Regions from separate parts of the Oryzias latipes genome. Here region 2 is linked to region 1. Evidence: chromatin contacts called from public Hi-C data. All regions are on one chromosome and are shown on one strand. The core of a region is the stretch at or near the end of the contact, and the rest is flanking DNA. Distances in the headings are between cores, read along the strand shown. Region 1 holds the start of glod5 (glyoxalase domain-containing protein 5). Region 2 holds the start of prps1 (ribose-phosphate pyrophosphokinase 1).

Region 1 (3,378 bases), core at 390-2,889:
TGTTTGACTATATTCCTTTATATCAGTCAACTAATCATAAGGTCAGCCTTTTTTTTGGTACTAAGTATCAAGACAGGAAGTCTTTTTTTTTTTTTTTTTTTAAAGTCAAGTGTTTTTAGTTTTGAGTTAAACACATTCTGGTCATCACACCATGCACAAAAGCAGAACCAGTATCCCATAATTGACCCTCTGTTCAGAAGTGCTGCTCGCCTACAACTAATTTACACATGCAATATTTTAATTTTGTATTTAATCTCCAATTTTACCTTAATGATTTGAATGTTGGCGCAATTTTCCCAGGTCAGAATGGAAGCTGTAAATAAGCTTGTACAAAAACGGTTTGAACCCTGCTTTGCATCACTCGGTTTGGGAATGTGAATGGTCTCGTGCTGCAGGGAAAGCCTCTGACTGATTGAATCCGATGGTGTCGAAGTATGTAGCACAGTCTGTGTAGAGGTTTTCCAAACGCTGTGGGATGAACTGATCATTTGTAAACTCCCTCCTCCCTTTCCAAACCCTTCTCTCCTTATCCGTCAGGGGAAAACAAATCCGGTTTTCAATTCCTTTCAATTGTCTTGTTCACAACAAGGATACAAAAGAAATAAAAGATGTTTCAATATTGGTAAAGCGTGTTGCTATCAAGTTTGGGATTTCCCTACTTGGTCATATATTAACTTGCATGATAATAGAAAGTAAATAGTGGCTTTTGTGCCCCAGATCATAAACAGCTATTTCCACCTTTGTGAATTTAATCTTTTAGCTGCTGGCAATTGAAGAAATGTTCATTTAACTCTTATAAAGACCAGGACTGAGTCAATCTAGTTTGATCTTAATTGTACAAATTCCTGCTTTATGTATTATTCAAAAATGTTTGACTGTCACATTTGTACACTTTGATTATTTTTATTTTATTTTGCTTATATTCTTCAGTATAAAGACATTTGCTCATGGTGGCCGTTTGAATGCTTCATGAGCAAATGCTACCAACTTGTGTGCAATACAAGACAGGAAAGTACAAACCACAATATAAATATGTATACTGTTGTTTAAAAAAAAAAACTTGTGTATGACTAAAACCTTAAACGAAGACTTATTTTGTCTTTTACAGTATGTGTTTAGTTTTTCTTAGACTTTTTCAGACTTTATTAGCCCAGTGGATTAACTGGCTAAAAAAAATAATAATAAAAAAGGAAAGATATCAATGACACCTTTCATTTTTTCTGTTTTTGATGTTTTAGACACATTTATTATTTCCCTTTTTTGGGACATAATGTTTGAATGCAGGATTTTGCTGAGTATATATATAAAAAAAAAACATGTTATTGAAATGTATGTTTTCACTTGGGTCAAGTTTAGGTTTGACCTTGTTCTGTGTCCCACCCAGTGCAGTATGTTAACTGGGATTCAAATGAAACTAATCGCTGAATTAAACATGTTGCTATGCTTTGAAATAACTCTACAGGTATGCAGTCTTTCTTTTTCATTTCATAGCTTAGTTTATGGGATTACAGTTTTTCATTTTTGTTTAAAAAGATTAATCTGGTAATAGTAAGGGTAATGGAAAAGCAGTTTCTGTTTACCCGGTACCCATCAGCTGCAAGAATGTTATTCACTACATATCCCAGAATGCAATCGACTCCTGAGTGAAATACTTAAGTAATGGCTTCATTTATAGTGTATTTATATAAGTCTAATTCATTTTACACTTGTAGTTTTTCATTTTTTTAAACGTTTAGATAAAACTTTGAGTTACAAGAAGACGAAAAAAAAAAGATGCGTGTTAAGCTAACCCTGGCCTAGCTCGGTTGCTTAGCAGGCAGAAAAGAAACACGGAAGTCAGAGCCAGACTACAGCACTCTGCCGCAAGAATGGCGCTCCGGACAGCTGCAAGCAATTTGTCGCATTTTTACAGAAACGTTTTGCAGGTTACTAATCTAATCTTCTCATTTTTTCATCTAACAATTGTATTTCCGCTTGTTTTATTTCAACATCGAAGTGTTTCTAGTGTGCTTTTGCATGAAGATGATTAAAGCGAGACAACAGTTGAAAGTTGTTACAGACAACTTTAGTTTTAAAACTAACTAAATAAATATTAGTAAAAAACAAAAACAAAAAACGTTTAGTTATTTATTCAGAAGCGACCTTTGTCTTAGGTTAATGGAACGTGGCGCACATTCGCCACAGAGTGTCGCTGTTGAGCTTAAACTTCAGAGCAACGCTTCCAATTCAATCAATGAGTTTGTTTTGAGCGTATTTGTCGTGTTTTGTGTAGGTTGTTCCTATTCAGGCCCATCGATTTGTGAGATTCAAATCAAAGAGTCCGGTTAAAGTGAGTCACGTGGATCATTTGGTGTTAACGGTGAAAAGCATCCCCAAGACTATCAACTTTTATACCTCAGTCCTGGGCATGGAAGAAGTCACCTTCAAGGTATGTTTAGCTAAAGATCAGTCAGATAATTTGACATTCGTTGTGTTTTATTTATTTTACCAATCTATTATTTTTATGAGGAGAACTGCTTTGTCTTAAAGAAAATGTCAGAAGTGACCACTAGATGGCAGGCTTTGACAGCACATCAGCTGCAGCCAATATTAGACCCTCTATATTTTATTTTTTCTTTTATTTTTTAATTCTCAGGGAAACCGCAAAGCTCTTAGTTTTGGGCAGCAGAAGTTCAACCTTCACCAGTTGGGTCAAGAATTTGAACCAAAAGCAAAGCAACCAACTGCAGGCTCAGCCGACCTTTGCCTAATCACCACAACCCCTCTGACTGCAGTAGCTGCTCATCTGAAGGTGCTTTTTGACGACTTTATCAATTTATCAGTTTGGGTTTAAAAACGTACGCACAAAAGCGAAACAAGTTAAACTTTTCTCTCCCCCCTTTATTTTTTATTTTTATTTTTGTCTTTTCCAGACGTGTGGAGTTGAGATCGAAGAGGGTCCTGTCGAGAGGAGTGGGGCGGTGGGAGCCATCACTTCTCTGTATTTCCGAGATCCTGACAGTAATCTCATTGAAGTTTCAAACTACAACCAGCCCATTAAGGACAGTTCTTAATGACCATGCTTCTAATCAAAAACACAACATAGTTTTCTTGCATGATTTGCACAGTTTTTGCAGAAACAAACAAAGAAAAATATAAACAGAAAATTCAGCGATTTTTTTTTTTTTTTTTTTTTTTTTAAAAAGAATTTTTAAGAATCAAAATCTACATATTTGTCATCTATCAATCATTTCTTCTGTTTGCTCCAGTTTTGATGGGATGAAGCCAATAAAAAGTCAAAGCAGATGGTGTCATATGTTTTTATCTTTTCAGAAGCATTCTGACTTGAATAATTTGAAGAATACAGAAAAAACGCTTAATTTATGTCCATTATTTACA
Region 2 (3,378 bases), core at 574-3,073, 260 kb after region 1:
CTGTCAATCCACGCAAAGCAGCCAGCCCGGACAACATCCCTGGACGGGTTCTGAAAGACTGCGTGGAGCAATCGAAAGAAGTCTTCACCGACATCTTTAACACCTCACTCAGGCAGGCATTTGTACCCACCTGCCTAAAAACTGCTGTTATTACTCCAGTCCCAAATAAGTCAAATCCAGCCTGCCCAAACAACTTTCGCCCCGTGGCCCTCACACAAGAACAGTCTTCCAATAACAATTTGCATACAAAGCAAATCGATCCATGGAAGATGCCATGTCCACCACTCTCCACCTCACTGCCACATCTAGAGAGGAAAAACACCTATGCTAGAGTCCTCTTCATCAACTTCAGCTCGGCTTTTAACACCATCATTCCACAGCAGTTGGTGGAGAAGCTGAGGCTACTAGGCGTGGACACGGCAATCTGCAACTGGACACTCAGCTTCCTGACAGACCGGCTGCAGACAGTCAAGATCGGCAGACACACATCAAGGCCCATCTCGCATAGCAAGGGGCACACCACAGGGGTGTGTCCTGAATCCACTGCTGTTCAGTCTGCTCACGCATGATTGCGCAGCTCGATACAACACCAACCACATTGTCAAATTCGCAGATGACACAACAGTGATTGAGCTCATAAGCGACAATGATGAGTCTGCTTACAGAATGGAGGTGGAGCAGCTAGCAGTGTGGTGTACATCCCATAACCTCCAGATCAACATGGACAAAACAAATGAAATGGTGATCGACTTCAGGACATCTGGCAATCACCACACTCATCTGACCATAAACGGTCCTGGAGAAGGTCGACAGCATCAAGTTCCTGGGGGTGCACCTCACTAATGACTTGTCCACCTCCACCAACTCCACAATGGTCATCAGAAAAGCACAGAAGCGTCTCCATTCCCTCCGAAGCCTCAAAAAGCCTGGAATTCCAACACTTCACCTCATCACCTTCTACAAGGGCACCATTGAGGACATCCTGACACAGAGCTTTACTACTATGGGCGCCCCATATACAACCTGGTTTGGCAGCTGCAAGGTTCAGGACAAACAACGGCTCAGCAAGATTGTCAGGACAGCAAGCAAGATTGTTGGTGCCCCTCTCCTGGAGGAGCTATACCAGTGGCACTGCCCACGCAGAGCAACCTCCATAATTAGGGACCCCCAGCACTCCTCTCATGGACTGTTCTCCCTCATGCCATCTGGGAGGAGGTTCAGGAGTATCAGTTTCAGATGGACTGTCCTCCTCATGTCTACATGATCTCACAAACTCTACTCTGCAATAAGACCCAAAGGATCACCCCCAACCCCCAAACAACACTACATGGATACAGACTCTAACACCCCCCCACCCCCACCCCTATAAACAAGACTTTTGCTAAATGCACAGTCACTGTAATCACACTGAACGCTGGTCTCTAATTTATTTTATTTTATTTTAATCTTATTTTATTGTTATTTTTATTCGTTGATTGTTATTTTATTGCTTGCTTATTTGCACTGTCATGCTAGTGAGAAATAACATCTCGTCTCACGTGTGTATTTCTCTGCAAATACTATATGTGGAATGACAATAAACCACATCAATCAACAAATGAATTTACTAAAACCGGGTCAAACTTATGAGAAAAAAGTAGAGAGAAAAAACAAAATATCAGTTATTTAAGGGTGAATATTTAGTGTAATTTGTTATTAAGACGATACGTTTCATATTTCATCGCAATTTGGCAATTTAATATTTAAAGAGTTCTTATATCTCGCTCACAGGATGTTTGAGGGCGTTTCCGGGAACAATGACGTAACCGCGACAAATAAAAACGTAACGGAAAGCGTGCGCGCACCGCCCAGGGACGATGGACCGCACGCGCTCTGAGTCTGGCATAATGGAGGACAGATAGGGAACAATCTCAATAGCAGCTCCTTAACTGTTGATCCGAATTTAGTTTTCGTCCCGGGCTCTTCGGTTATTTGGACTCGACAACAGCTCGCTTGGACCGAACCGGGCCCCGGACTCCCAACAAAATGCCGAACATCAAGATTTTTAGTGGCAGCTCACATCCGGATCTGTCTCAGAAAATAGCAGACCGTTTGGGGCTCGAACTCGGGAAGGTTGTAACCAAAAAATTTAGCAACCAAGAAACATGGTAAGCGTTTCGCCGTGGGTTTGACATGAAACGAAGTACTTAAACGCAGGCAACGTGTGGGCTGAAAATGGAAAACGTGGTGTCGCGGTAAAACTGCCGCGCAGTGTCACATGGAAATTGTAGTTTTTACTTTACCTCGTACTAGCTAGTAGTCTAACTTTTTTTTTTAAGTTGTATTGCTTTCCAAAAGTGTTACAATTAATGTAAACCTATCACTGTAGGTTCATGCTTCGTCCATAACTTCATTTTAAACGTTGATCTGACCCGATGATCACATGATGTGGACATGAGCCATTGTTTACTCTGCCTCATCATCATCTATCTCGTAGTTGCCATGCTGCGCAACCTCATGGCTTAAGTGCTGTTTGTCTTGTTACCTTTTTTTGCGACAGCGTGGAGATAGGAGAGAGTGTACGTGGAGAAGATGTCTACATTGTGCAGAGTGGCTGTGGGGAGATAAATGACAATTTGATGGAGCTGTTGATCATGATCAACGCTTGCAAGATTGCCTCAGCCTCCAGGGTCACCGCCGTCATCCCCTGCTTTCCCTATGCCCGGCAAGACAAGAAGGACAAGGTGGGGGTGAGGGATATCTGTCTACTTACTTCTGTCATGCTTTTTTTTGCCATCCAGCGTCATGACAAGAAGCTTGCAGCCATGTTCATCCTAAGCACTCAGTGATCCTGTTTGCTTGTTTCACTATCACTTACCATTCTGGTTTAGGCTGTTACACTAAGTTTTTTCATCTTGGTGCATGAAAGAATGTTGTGCTTGGGTAGCAATCCAACTGTTTGCTGTTAGATGCTGTATTTGGAACATAAAAATAGCTTGCATTTGAAATAAACGAAAACGCTTTAAAGTCTTAGATTATGTACTTCTAGATTCTAGATCGGGGGTCTGCAACCTAAGGCTCCAGAGCCACATATGACTTTTTCGCCCCTCTATAGTGGCTCTCTGGCTAAAGAAAAATAAAAGGATATTAATTTTTAGAAGTAAGGTTTACAAAATTAGCATTGATTTAACAAATACCAAGGAAAACTTTAGCGAAAAGAAAAAAGTTTAACTTTTCCCATCAGGTTATTTTGTGAGTTTAAAGCACATATTATCTTATAATGCTGCACAACAATAGTCAGCTACAAGGCCTGCACAGTATATCACAAATTTAACATTATCGCAACATCAACCTGTGCAATACGCATATCGCAAAAGACGGCGAGAATTGCCATAAGTG

What was found. A called contact is a pair of places that touch in the nucleus more often than the background predicts.
Region 2: a Hi-C map of embryo shows a contact between it and region 1, with 2.3 times the contacts expected there. The contact joins the promoter of prps1 here to the promoter of glod5 in region 1. A contact is called at or near these places in 2 of 5 Hi-C or Micro-C datasets (embryo and fibroblasts).

The regions. Positions count from the first base shown.
Region 1 is chr10:17,959,099-17,962,476 of ASM223467v1, forward strand. glod5 (glyoxalase domain-containing protein 5) reads left to right here and starts at 1,640. Exons shown (of 4, transcript XM_004073349.3): 1 at 1,640-1,925; 2 at 2,273-2,428; 3 at 2,636-2,791; 4 at 2,913-3,285. The coding sequence starts at 1,869. The coding sequence ends at 3,053. rlim (E3 ubiquitin-protein ligase RLIM) reads left to right here. Exons shown (of 4, transcript XM_023959254.1): 4 at 1-1,455.
Region 2 is chr10:18,218,047-18,221,424 of ASM223467v1, forward strand. It overlaps prps1 (ribose-phosphate pyrophosphokinase 1), which reads left to right and starts at 1,824. Exons shown (of 7, transcript XM_011480298.3): 1 at 1,824-2,147; 2 at 2,540-2,729. The coding sequence starts at 2,026.